Linked DNA regions of Capra hircus: region 2 is linked to region 1. Evidence: chromatin contacts called from public Hi-C data. All regions are on one chromosome and are shown on one strand. Each heading gives the region's core, a stretch centred on a gene start, on an enhancer-like site or on the middle of the called end of the contact. The rest is flanking DNA. Distances are from core to core; before and after follow the strand shown.

The links. Hi-C and Micro-C count contacts between places; a contact is called where the count stands out from the background.
Region 2: a contact with region 1 is called in a Hi-C map of blood, with 2.1 times the contacts expected there. The contact joins the promoter of MRPL39 here to the promoter of ATP5J in region 1. A contact is called at or near these places in 2 of 5 Hi-C or Micro-C datasets (both in blood).

The regions. Positions count from the first base shown.
Region 1 is chr1:9,098,247-9,105,101 of ARS1.2, reverse strand. It overlaps ATP5J (ATP synthase-coupling factor 6, mitochondrial), which reads right to left and starts at 2,568. Exons shown (of 4, transcript XM_005674730.3): 1 at 2,490-2,568. It overlaps GABPA (GA-binding protein alpha chain), which reads left to right and starts at 2,359. Exons shown (of 10, transcript XM_005674733.3): 1 at 2,359-2,569.
Region 2 is chr1:9,233,424-9,240,313 of ARS1.2, reverse strand. MRPL39 (39S ribosomal protein L39, mitochondrial) reads right to left here and starts at 2,150. Exons shown (of 10, transcript XM_005674737.3): 1 at 2,010-2,150; 2 at 1,023-1,229. The coding sequence starts at 2,073.

The DNA of each region.
Region 1 (6,855 bases), core at 1,319-3,818:
AGATATCCACAAGCGCTAAGGGGAAAGCGGCCCTTTACTAGTGAGAGTTGGAAAGCATTAAGCCAGAAGACTGGAGAGTGGCACTGCAGTTCTCTAAGCACGGTGGGGATGTCCCACAGGAAATGCCTGGCAATGTCTGGAGACATTTTTGGTTGTCCTGACAGAGGGAATGTTACTAGCCTCTAGTGGGTAAAAACCAGGATGCTGCCAAAATCCTATAACAACAACAACAGCAGCCTCCCCACAACAAAGAAATATTTGGTTCAAAACGTCAATAGTGCAAGGGAAGCCCATGAACTAGCACATAAAAGACTCAAAATAAATCCTACAATCTACCATACTTCACCTACAGGATGAAAGAAAACTATCTGAATGACCTTAAGGTGCTACTTGGAGAAGGCAATGGCACCTCACTCCAGTACTCTTGCCTGGAAAATCCCTTGGATGGAGGAGCCTGGTGGGCTGCAGTCCATGGGGTCGCTAAGAGTCAGACTTGACTGAACGACTTCACTTTCACTTTTCACTTTCATGCATTGGAGAAAGAAATGGCAACCCACTCCAGTGTTCTTGCCTGGAGAATCCCAGGGACGGTGGAGCCTGGTGGGCTGCCATCTATGGGGTCGCACAGAGTCGGACACGACTGAAGCAACTTAGCAGCAAGGTGCTACTTCCCTGGCGGCTCAGATGTAAAGAATCTGCCTGCAATGCAGGAGACCCGGGTTTCATCCCTGGGTGGGGAAGATCCCCTGGAGAAGGGAATGGCAACCCCCTCCAGTATTCTTGCATGAAGAATCCCACGGAGAGAGGAGCCTGTGGGCTACAGTCCATGGAGTCACAAAGAGTCGGGGACACAACTGAGCGACCAACACCCAAGGTGCTACTTAATATCATTCTCATTTTACAGATACAGAAACTGTGGCTTAGAGATAAGAACCCGATCCCAGGTTACACAACAGCATCTGACAGGACACAAATACATTTTTAAAATTGTGCAACTCAGTGTATACTTTCCCTTTTGGCAACATACACACAAACAACATTCCCCAAGAGGGTCACCGTAACATCTGTTCAGACCTAGGTATTCTGCTAAGTACTTCCATACATATTCTCTCCTGGTACCCTTACAACAATCCTGTTAAGAAACAGAGCAAAGTATTCTTGAGCCTCCTTCACAGATAGTAAGACAGTGTGCAAGACAGGTTATTAATGATCCCCAAATCACACCTAATTGTGCATGGTTTTCTTACTGAATTCCAAACCTATACATCAACACCTCTCATCCCTTCAGAAGTCTTATCTTGCTCTCAAACTCATCTAAAAAAGGAACACATAATCTCACTATCAAAACTTGTTCCTTCTCTGTTTCATTTTTTCCCCCGACGATTTAATATCTATTGAGAAATATACACATCATTACACAAATAGGTATTGACGTGTCCGACTCTTTACGACCCCATGGACTGCAGCCCACCAGGCTCCTCCATCCATGGAATTTTCCAGGCAAGAGTAGTGGAGTGGGTTGCCGTGTCCTTCTCCAGGGGATCTTCCCGACCCGGGGATCAAATCCGGGTCTCTCGCATTGCGGGCAGACGTTTTACCGTCTGAGCCACCAGGAAATCCAAATATGTATACAGAGTATCAACTACGATTAAGTCCTCTATTCGAGTACTATGCGAGGCCACGCACGCCAGCTATGACAGGGATTGGACATACTCAAAGAAATTGGGGAACGCAACAGCTACAAAAGAACACAGCATAAGAAGAGGCCCTGTGCTGAGAGGGAGCATGGCTCTCCCGTTTACAGTGATGACTGGCCAGTCCAAGGTTAGTGCTTTCCTCCAGGAAACAGTGATGTAAAACAAAAGCTGCTTAACCAAGTTTCAGCACTACCAACATCTTTAGGTGGCGTCCAAACTTTTAAGATGACTGTTGTCTTTTTCGCTCAAGTTCTATGCCTAAAGAGTTCAGAACCACCTCCCACGCTTCCGGGATAAGCAGGCCTGGCTGCAGACCGGCCCTGCGGACATGATATGACCTTGGGCTGCCCCAGACGGGCTGCAAGTCCACGAAGCGCCGGCCTCCCTGCCGCCCGCGCCACCCTGAGAGCCAGGCTGGCCCTCAGAGCGGGATTGTCTGGCTCCTTATTCAATCTACAGCAAACATCAAGGCCGAAAGGCGCCGAGGTCGAAAATGACCCGGGACAGGCCGTGAAGGCGTCCCGGGATACAAGGTTGCTCTCTTTTCCAGCGTCCTAGAGGGAAAAGGGCATCCCAGACTTCTTGAAGAAACCCAGAACCCAAGTCCCAAGAGGCCACGTAGGTCCAGTTACCCTCCCAGTCACACTCCCAGTCACCTTGCACTCAGTGCCGAGCAGCCAGCCACCGCCGCCGCCGCCGCCCCGTTCTACTTCCGGCCCTGGCTCCGCCCCCACCCGCCTACCCGCCATCGCAATGCATTATGGGCCGCCGTTTCAGACGGTCGACGCTCACCGGACAGGAAGCGTCTCGGAGACACTGCGACCGGACGGCTCTAGGTGAGACAGAAGCCAAACAGGAGGAGGAAGTGGAGGGTAAGTGCTTCCGGGTCCTCTAGTGACGCCTCCGCCATCTTTCCTTCGCCCAACTTGACCCGCTCTCTTTTCGCCTCTCGGAAACCGTGTGGTTTACGCATGCGCCATTGGACTGGCCTGTCCCCTAGTTCAGTCGCCCCGGCCCCGAGTCAGCGTCCTATTCCTTGGTTGACGGGGGAGAGGGGGGTGTTTGTTGGGGTATACGATTGTGCAAAGTGACAGTGTAAAACAAAGCGAACTGGGGCGTTACTGCTACATTGTGCCTCGTGAGCCTCCGTTGCCTCAGGCGTCCGTTTCGCGCAACCTGCTGGGAGTTGTAGTCCCGGACCCGGGGGTGCCTGGGAGGCGGGAGGGGGGTGGTTGGAGTTTCTCTGCGCCGTTTTCGCGGGAAGGGCCCAGGGGCCTCCCACTTCGAGTCGTGGGAGCTGCGGGTCTTACTGGGAGAGACGCTGCACGTGGAGCCCGCGCCGCTGCGCTTCTCAGCCGGCTCTGGAGCGCGGGCGGGGGCGACGGGGCCGAATCCGGAGCGGGTGAGTGCGGCCGCGGGGGAGGAAGAGAGCGCGGGCCCGCGCGGGCCGGCTTCGTTCCGGGGCCTTCTCCCCCACCGCGGCCCCCCCGCGGCCGCCTCTGTGTTTTGTTTCCGCTGGTCCCCGGCGCTGTGACTCCCATTTCCGTTCGTGGAGACTTGAGGGAGCCGGGTGGGGAGGGGCGGGGGAGGCTGTGCGGGGAGGGGCGGGGGGCGCGCGGCGCGGGGCTCCGCGAGGTCGCGCGCCCCCGGGGCCCGGGTAGTTCCTGTCACCTCTCGCCGCCCCCTCCCCGCCCTGTGACCCTGCTCGGCTGTCCGCCGTGCTTCGCAGCCGCCGCGGTCGGAATCACCTGATCCCGACGCCCCTGGGATCTCGCAGGACGATGCCATATCGATCTTTTGCCAACTCAGCGATGCGCTCTCCCTTCCCGTCCAGTGGTCTTTCTAGAATTGTCTTGCAGTTGCGTTAAAGCCATCTGTTTAATGTCTGGGACATTGGGTTTCTTTTAAAAACGAGGAAGTGAAACGAGAAAACGATGGGTTACTGTAGCTTGTCAGCTTTTTAAGTTTGCTTTTGCAGGCTGGAAGATAAGCCAACAACGTCTTTGTGTTTAGGAATCCCAGTTTGATTAGGTTAACGGCAGGGAGGACCACGCCTAATGTTGCACTGCAAGAGATTAGTGATTTAGAAAGACTCGCGGTAGTTCTGAGTCGTGGAGGCAGCAAAGGTTTAGAAGGGTCCACGTAAGCAAAGAACTGGGCAGGGATAACGTTCTTAGGTATTGTATTGTCTTAATGTCAAAAGAAACTGGGTCAACTAGTTCGAAACTGGAGGGAACAATAAGTTCTCTCTCTCTTAGGATTTGATCCAAGCTTTCCAGCCTTAATTATTTTCAGACAAATTCTGACGCTAGATGGACTTATGTCAGTTTTACCTGGATTGCGTTTACAGGAGCAGTGACATGAGGCGTATATCATCTTAAAATAAGAATCTAAATAATGAGCTAGGTGTTTAATGGAGGAGCAGGTGGAGGCTGAACAATTAAAACTGTCGACTTGTCTCCTTCCAGTTTTCATTTATAAAACTTTAAGTCTAAAGGAAAATTCAGAAAATTATACACTGAAATTGTACAAGGTACACCGTCACCCCCAGAGACATCACGTTTGCCACACTTTTTCCACACTTGCTTTCTCTCTGGATGTATACACACAGATGTCTGTATTTACTTTTTCTTAGCTATTGACTTTTATCTTTAAAAATAAAAAATGTCTTTTTTCTCAGAATATTTAATAGTATTTTTTAACTTGAGAAAAACTCCCAGATTACATTTGTGTTTATTTATCCTTCATTTACTTACTGTCCTTCACTATGAAAAATTATTCTAAACTCGAATAATGTGCTCCAATGGAGGAGAATCCTCAAATTTATCTGTGGCTTTAAAAGATAGTGGTAAATATAACTATTTTAAAGAATACTAGCCTTTCCTGGAATTTTTAGTTAAATATAAATTTGTATTGTTTTGTGAAGTGTTCTGAACGCAGGTTAGGTTTAATCCAGGAAAAACCAGTGTCAAGGAACATTTTCCTGTGTGGAAAGTCTCCAAGTAATGCTGTCTTCTCCATTTTTTTAAGTATTGACATAGAATCCTGGGCAGTTGGCTCAAGGAGAAGAGCTAAGACCCACTCAAGCATTGACGGCAAAGATTTGGACAGCTTGCCAAATGTCTCCATTGCTTTAGGCTAAATTTAGAGAATTGAGAAAGAAGATCAGTTCAGAGATTTAAGTAACACAGTGTTTTCCAAAAGTGTATTGGATTCATTGCCGCCCACCCCCACCCTGGCTTTGGCACCTTTTAGAGTCCGATCTCTAACTTTTTTGAAAGATCACAGTATAAGTTTCTTTTAACAACTCTCTCAGTGCTTCTGTCAAAAGGTGTGCCGAATATCCCTGTTGATCAAAGCCCTTAGGGCCATTTCTCCAGTAATTACAGAAAACTGGATTCATCTTTTGGTGGGTGTGAGACAAAAGACACAACCAAGCCAAAGATCAGGAGAAGAGATTTATTACTTAGAGCAAGAAGAACACTGGGGGATCTTTCCCAAAGCAGCAAAATTGGGAAAAGTTTTAAGCTAAGGGTACATGCATATTTATGAAGGAGCTTGAAGAGGAGAGTTCAAGATAGGATTGGGGCAGAGGTTGACAGCAACCAAGCTTTAGTTGATTGAAGTCACAAAGGTCAGAAAAGATCAATGTTATCATCCTTTGGGTTATAGTTGATCTAGTGGTTGCCACTAGAGGAGGGTTTAAATTCTGCAGAGCAGCTCAAGAAAGTGCTTCAGGCTAATCTTTACCATGGAAACAGAACCTGGTGTTTTTATACTGATTTGCTATCTTTGCTATTGTTATTCCTTAAGAGCATTATTACTGAGATCTATTCAAGGGTAAGCATTGTGGTTAGGCTTAGATCTCAAAATGGCTTAGGACAAAAATGGCTTCTGTCAAAAGCCATGCCTGATTCTTCTTTTCTGGGGACCTCTTACCCTATCTGCTTACAGTGCTTTCTTTTTTTTTTTTTTTTTAATTGTTTATTTGAATTTTATTGGTCATGCTGCATGACCTGTGGGATATTAGTTCCCTGACTAAGGCTGGAAACCATGCCGCCTACATTGGAAGCATGGAACTTTAATCACTGGACCACCAGGGAAATTCCTAAAGTTCTTTCTGCTTTTCTGAAGTCCCTAGAAAATTCACTCATTTTAAAAGTTGGTTATGGAAATGGGAGTGGGCTTGCTCGTGGACCCTGAAAGATAAAACGTAAATGACCCTTTTAAATGCTGTCCTGCTATAATATAAGCCTTAGTCCATTTCTCACCTTTTTTGGTACGGTTTTTATGCTTTGTTGTGTGTTCATTATCTCCTTGTTTCTGACTGTTACTAAAGTTCCGTAGTGTGCGCTGCTTCCACATTTTCTTGTGTCTGCAGTACTCTCTTATCACGGGTTCGTGTATTGGCTCCTGCTTTCAGCTGTCTCCAGCAAAGCTACCCTTAACATACTATTATCAATCACTGTGAGAATGTCTCTGGAATGCTTATCTGAGGGCAAGATTGCTGGGTCATAGGTATAATCACTTTATTTGAGCAAGTGCTGCTAGCTGTTTCTCCAGAGTAGTCAGTCCTGTCTGTCTTCCCTCAGCAGAGGCAGGATCCCTGTGCTCCAAGGTCCCTGCTGCTCCTCTTTTCAGTATTCAACATTCTGATCTTTGCCACACACACACACAGAATAAGGTGAATAGCTTGAACGTGAGCATCTCCTCGTGTCCTTAGCCAGTTTGGTTTCCCTTTAGGTGAGTTTCCTTCTCTACCTACTTTGCTAATTTGTTCTGACTTTTGGGGGATTATTATCAACTTGTTCACTGTGTATTCCAGTTATTATTTGCTTATCATATATGGATATTGGAAATGTCTTTCTCTACGCTATAACCTGTCTACTGTCTTAACTTCTATGTAATGAAATTATCAATTTTTTTCATATGATATATGTTTTTGGAATTTTAAGAAATGAATCCTTTTTTATCCACAAGAAAAATTCCACCACTTCCTTCTATTAGTTTTATAGCTTTACCTTTAACATTTAAGTCATCTAGATTTCTGGAGTCAATTATGTGGTGTGAAATGGTTCTCATCAGTCTGTTCAGCCACTCAGTTGTGTCTGACTCGTTGCGACCTCATGGACTGCAGCACACCAGGCCTCCCTGTCCA
Region 2 (6,890 bases), core at 901-3,400, 140 kb before region 1:
AGTATGAGAGAGAAGCAAGTCTGAGGGCAGGGGTTATGCTGGGAGCGTTCAGAGGCTCCATCTCTACATGCGAAATGTGTAAAACCGCTTAAGGGCCTTGTCTTAGCCTCCTCGGTATTCCTAATACCTATCCTACAGCAGAGGTTCCATAAGTGCTCGCCAAACAAGGAAGCAACTGTAAGTACTAATTCAAGTGCCAAAGTAAAGGAAGATTGGGAGTTCACACTCTGTAGGTCACCTTAAGCTTTTAACTAACGTTAATTACTCAAATGGAATCATCACTAAGTTTTCCAAGAGCCTGAACAATGCAGATAGTCATATTCGAATGAGCATGCAAGACTTACAAATTGACTTTTTGTTCTTTCGGAATTTAAACATTACCAGTTCTATCAAAGTTACTACAAAAGAATTTTGATCGAAAATAATACAGAGGCCCTGCTCCCTTAATTTCCAAACCAGATCACACACACAAGGCATTATTATCTTCTTTAATATATGAACATAAGAAGTATTTTTACCCCAATCACACTCACGCCATGCACTCACACATTTACTACAAATAAGGACACAACACACACACAAGGCAAGCAGTGAGCTCATAAAAGGGTTAAGTTAGATATAAAAGAGCAAGAAAGGAAAAGAAGGCCAAAAAAATAGCTGATCATCTGAGGTCAGGGCAGTCCCTCTGTCTCAAAATCCTCTAATGGGACACACATGGGAACTACCCTCATTACACCAAGAGTGTCTCTAAAAATGGCAAGCACAAGAGTAGTTATACTTTCAGATCTGCCACGATGACAGCACTCTAAACTCAGCCAGATTCAAGCAAGTCCCAGGACAACCTGTACATCAGAATACCCACCCGACCCCTAGTATTCTCAACAGCTAAGTCAACAGTGAACACACAGGAAGAAGCTAGATACTGGGGAGTTCAGGGAGCAATTACATCTTGTCTCCTCTGCACCAGTTTTTCCCCTTTCTTATTTAAAATCATCAAAATGGGACCCTGATCCGTTACTTACGCATGGCACAGCTATAAGGAGTGGAAACGTTTTTATTCAACACAAAGACAGTGCCAGGGTCAGTTTTACCAACGTGTTTCACTTCAATCTTCTCAGTTCGGGGAGTTAGTGACAGCTGCCTGTTTTTCTCTTTGTTAAAGAGATCATTCTGCATTTGTATCAGTTCGGTCGGTGACAGCTGAGAAGCAGGTGATGTGGCCACAGACCCTATGAGGAAGTTACAATAAATGTGAATACACCCTGCAGCCGCCCTGTTCCATTCCTGCCATCGCCCTCCTCCAGCCGGGAAAGAATAGAAGGCAAGGGAGTTTTCAATGCTATTTGCCGAAAGGAGCTCAGAGGTCCACTTTGCAACAATATTAATTAAAACGCCAACGCAAGAGAACCGCAGCCTGCCCAGATCCGCGCTTTTATTTCCACTTTGCTTTGACCATCAGATCTCCACTTCTCACCAGTTTTCTCCGTCGAATTCCAATCTGTGCTTTACAAACAATAAGGAGCAAGAAAAAGGTAACCAGGAAGCGGAGTCAAAAACCAGAGCAGTCAAGGCAAAGTTGAGCAAAGTTTGTCGCTTTGAAAAGGTCTTGGCGACAAGAAAGCGCCAAGAGACTGAAGGTCCCACGCCAGATCGCTCCATATCTAGAGGGAGAAAGGCTGTTTCGTTTTTCTGTTGGTTTTTTTTTTTTTCCCCGAAACCCCAAAACAGCTGATTTGGCAAGGCGTGCACGAGTTCAATGGGAAAACAAGGGCACTTATGCACCAGGACGTGGTCTCCCTCTCAGGGGGCGCCCCAAGCTTCTCCAACGGCCCTTCCCTTCAGCTCCCCGAGATTTGGACCCCAAGGCCGGGAGAGGCGGCAGATTTAAACACCCGCCTCCGCCCCCTCAGCTCCGCGGGACTCCCCCCTAGGACCCGCTTGGGGTCCAGCCTGAACAGACACCGTCCTCTAAGCCTCCCTCCTCGTCCGCACGGCCGCTGATAACTCACTCCAGGCAGCCCCGCCACTGGGGGCGGCCCGCCAGAGCCGCAGCCCCCAGACTACCACCGCCATTGCCTCCTCCGCGGCGGTAGGAACCTCCGCGCGCAGGTCCTCCTCCGTCCTCTTCCCCGGAAACTCCGAGCGCGCACTCTGGGTTCCGCCCGACAGTTTCGTTCCGGGCCGGGCTCTCGGACGGCAACCGCCGCTAGGGGGCGCGCTCAAGCCTCGCTGCGAGTCAGTCGCCGGAGGTCCGGCTTCTGGATCCGGGCTTGATCCGGGTTTGATCCGGGTTTGTTCCGGGAGCGCGGAGAGTGACTCGGGGACCCTGGGCGCCGCGGGCGGGACAAACGTCTGGTTTGGAGCCGCAGACCCCAACACGTGCTGCCAACCTCCGTCCGCCGCGGGCTTGAGCCTGGCTGGCTGGAAAAACCCTTAGTGCTCACAAAACATGTTTCTGGGGAGAAAAATCGAGGAAAGGTGGCTTCTGTTTACTCTTGCTTTCATGCAGCCCGGCTGACCACGGCGATGGCATCCTCTGCTGTGGCTTAACTCTCGGTTTCGCAAGGCTTAATTTTTAGGGGGATTTGAGCGGGTCTACACCCGGCTTCTCTTTGTTGTTTTCAGTCGCTAAGTCGTGTCCTACTCTTTGCGACACCATGGACTGTGCAGCTCGCCAGGCCTCCCTGTCCTTCACCATCTCAGGGAGTTTGCTTAAACTCATGTGCATTGAGTCAGTGATGCCATCCAACCATCTGGTCCTCTGTCGTGCCCTTCTCCTCTGACCTTCGGTATTTCCCAGCATCAGGATCTTTTCTAGTGAGTTGGCTCTTTGCATCAAGTGGCCAAAGTAGTAGAGCTTCAACTTCAGCATCAGTCCTTTCAATGAATATTCAGAGTTGATTTCCTTAGAATTGACTTCTTTGATCGCCTTGCTATCCAAGGGACTCTCCAGAGTCTTCAACACCACAATTCAAAAGAATCAATTCTTCAGCACTCAGCCTGCTTTATGGTCCAACTCTCACATCTGTACATGACTACTGGAAGAACCATAGCTTTGACTATACGGACCTTTGTCTGCAAGGCTTTTGCCTATATTTAGCCAAGGAAATGGCAACCCACTCCAGTGTTCTTGCCTGGAGAATCCCAGGGATAGGGCAGCCTAGTGGGCTGGCGTCTCGGGTCGCACAGAGCCGACACGACTAAAGCGACTTAGCAGCAGCAGCCAATAGTAATATAGACCTCTAGATGAGTGATCACACCATCGTGATTATCTGGGTTGTGGAGATCTTTTTTGTACAGTTCTTCTGTGTATTCTTGCCACCTCTTCTTAATATCTTCTGCTTCTGTTAGGTCCAGACCATTTCTGTCCTTTATCAAGCCCATCTTTGCATGAAATGTTCTCTTGGTATCTCTAATTTTCTTGAAGAGATCTCTAGTCTTTCCCATTCTGTTGTTTTCCTCTCTTTCTTTGCATTGATCACTGAAGAAGGCTTTCTTGTCTCTTCTTGCTATTCTTTGGAACTCTGCATTCAGATGCTTATATCTTTCCTTTTCTCCTTTGTTTTTTGCCTCTCTTCTCTTCACAGCTATTTGTAAGGCCTCCCCAGACAGCCATTTTGCTTTTTTGCATTTCTTTTCCATTGGGATGGTCTTGATCCCTGTCTCCTGTACAATGTCATGAACTTCAGTCCATAGTTTATCAGGCACTCTATCAGATCTAGGCCCTTAAATCTATTTCTCACTTCCACTGTATAATCATAAGGAATTTGGTTTAGGTCATACCTGAATGGTCTAGTGGTTTTCCTACTTCCTTCAATTTAAGTCTGAATTTGGTAATAAGGAGTTCATGATCTGAGCCACAGTCAGCTCCTGGTCTTGTTTTTGTTGACTGTATAGAGCTTCTCCATCTTTGGCTGCAAAGAATATAATCAATCTGATTTCAATGTTGACCATCTGGTGATGTCCATGTGTAGAGTCTTCTCTTGTGTTGTTGGAAGAGGGTCTTTGCTATGACTAGTGCATTTTCTTGGCAAATCTCTATTAGTCTTTGCCCTGCTTCATTCCGCATTCCAAGGCCAAATTTGCCTTGTTACCGCAGGTGTTTCTTGACTTCCTACTTTTGCATTCCAGTCCCCTATAATGAAAAGAACATCTTTTTTGGGTATTAGTTCTAAAAGGTCTTATAGGTCTTCATAGAACCATTCAACTTCAGCTTCTTCAGCATTACTGGTTGGGGAGCAGACTTGGATTACTGTGATATTGAATGGTTTGCCTTGGAAATGAACAGAGATCACTCTGCCGTTTTTGAGATTGCATCCAAGTACTGCATTTCAGACTTTTGTTGACCATGATGGCTACTCCATTTCTTCTGAGGGATTCCTGCCCGCAGGAGTAGATATAATGGTCGTCTGAGTTAAATTCACCCATTCCAGTCCATTTTAGTTTGCTGATTCCTAGAATGTTGACGTTCACTCTTGCCATCTCTTGTTTGACCACTTCCAATTTGCCTTGATTCATGGACCTGACATTCCAGGTTCCTATGCAATATTGCTCTTTACAGCATCGGACCTTGCTTCTATCACCAGTCACATCCACAGCTGGGTATTGTTTTTGCTTTGGCTCCATCCCTTCATTCTTTCTGGAGTTTTTTCTCCACTGATCTCCAGTAGCGTGTTGGGCATCTACTGACCTGGGGAGTTCCTCTTTCAGTATCCTATCATTTTGCCTTTTCATACTGTTCATAAGAAACACAAGCTGGAATCAAGATTGCCGGGAGAAATATCAATAACCTCAGATATGCAGATGACACCACCCTTATGGCAGAAAGTGAAGAGGAGCTAAAAAACCTCTTGATGAAAGTGAAAGAGGAGAGTGAAAAAGTTGGCTTAAAGTTCAACATTCAGAAAACGAAGATCATGGCATCCGGTCCCATCACTTCATGGGAAATAGATGGGGAAACAGTAGAAACAGTGTCAGACTTTATTTTTTTGGGCTCCAAAATCACTGCAGATGGTGATTGCAGCCATGAAATTAAAAGATGCTTACTCCTTGGAAGAAAAGTTATGACCAACCTAGATAGTATATTCAAAAGCAGAGACATTACTTTGCCGACTAAGGTCCGTCTAGTCAAGGCTGTGGTTTTTCCTGTGGTCATGTATGGATGTGAGAGTTGGACTGTGAAGAAGGCTGAGCACTGAAGAATTGATGCTTTTGAACTGTGGTGTTGGAGAAGACTCGAGAGTTCCTTGGACTGCAAGGAGATCCAACCAGTCCATTCTGAAGGAGATCAGCCCTGGGATTTCTTTGGAAGGAATGATGCTAAAGCTGAAGCTCCAGTACTTTGGCAACCTCATGTGAAGAGTTGACTCATTGGAAAAAACTCTGATGCTGGGAGGGATTGGGGGCAGGAGGAGAAGGGGATGACAGAGAATGAGATGGCTGGATGGCATCACTGACTCAATGGACATGAGTCTGAGTGAACTCCGGGAGTTGGTGATGGACAGGGAGGCCTGGCATGCTGCGATTCATGGGGTCACAAAGAGTCAGACACGACTGAGGGACTGAACTGAATATAGACCTCAAAATACCTCCTGTTGACTTGGAGGGAATTTTGTAATCCATAGAGTGCTTTACAAATTATCTAGACTAGTTTATATACTATATAGCTCCTGCTACTAAGTCACTTCAGTCATGTCCAACTCTGAGACCCCATAGACAGCAGCCCACCAGGCTCCCCCGTCCCTGGGATTCTCCAGGCAAGAACACTGGAGTGGGTTGCCATTTCCTTCTCCAATGCATTCATGCGTGCTAAGTCGCTTCAGTTTTTGTCCGACTCCGTGTGACAGCATGGACAGCAGCCCATCGGACTCCTCTGTCCAAGGGATTTTCCAGGCAAGAATACTGGAATGGGTAGCCATTTCCTTCTCCCGTGCTATATAGAGAGCATGGTAAAAGGGCATGGTAAAAGGAACCCATGTTAAAGGTTGGAATTTTTGTCTCCTGTTCACTGATGAACCCTAAGTGCCCAGAATGCTGGGTGGCACACAATGGGTGCTCAGTGTATATTTGCTGAATGAATTAATGCGCTTGCATTCAGGGTAGTGTCTGATTCCTTTGTCACACTAAGATGTTGCTGCTGTTGAAGTAAGCCTTCTGGAGGTGAAGTATGGAAATGCTGTTATTCAAAGTTGTTCCCTGCTACGGCTTCTTTTAAATCGTGTAAATTAACAACCCGCTCCACAGTCTCGCCTGGAGAATTCCATGGACAGAAGAGCCTGGTGGACTTCAGTCCATGGAGTCTCAAAGAGCGACTGAGCGACTAGCACTGACTTCACTAACAAATTCACGCCACGCATTTTCCCCATCTGCTCCTTGACTTGCTATTGAAACATACCACCACCAGATGGCGGTACTGACTAAGGAACAGATGGTGCCATAAGGCTCCCTCCTGTGGGGGAAATTGGGCGGTGGTCACAAGGTACAAAGTTGTAAGATAAGTAGGTACTGGGGATGTAATGTGTAACATGACGGCTGTAATCAACAATGCTATATGGTGTATTTGAAAGTTTCCAAAAGAGGAAATTCTTAAAGTCCTCATCGCAAGGGAAACTTTTGTTTTTGAAACTATGTGAGGTGATGGATGTTATCTAAACATTGTGGTAATTATTTTGTGGTAATCATTTCTTATTTAAATGCAGTTGTTCTATTGAGAGCATTTAAAGAGAAGGTGCCTTTCTGTCTTGATAGTGTTAATTTCACCCTAGGTAACTAAAAGGTTAGAAATAGTGTAATTTTTTGCTTTCTAATATTCTCACATTTCATCTTAAGAGTAAAACTAATCACTGATTAGAAAGAAATTCTTACGTTAGCTGTATAGGAAAGCATATAAG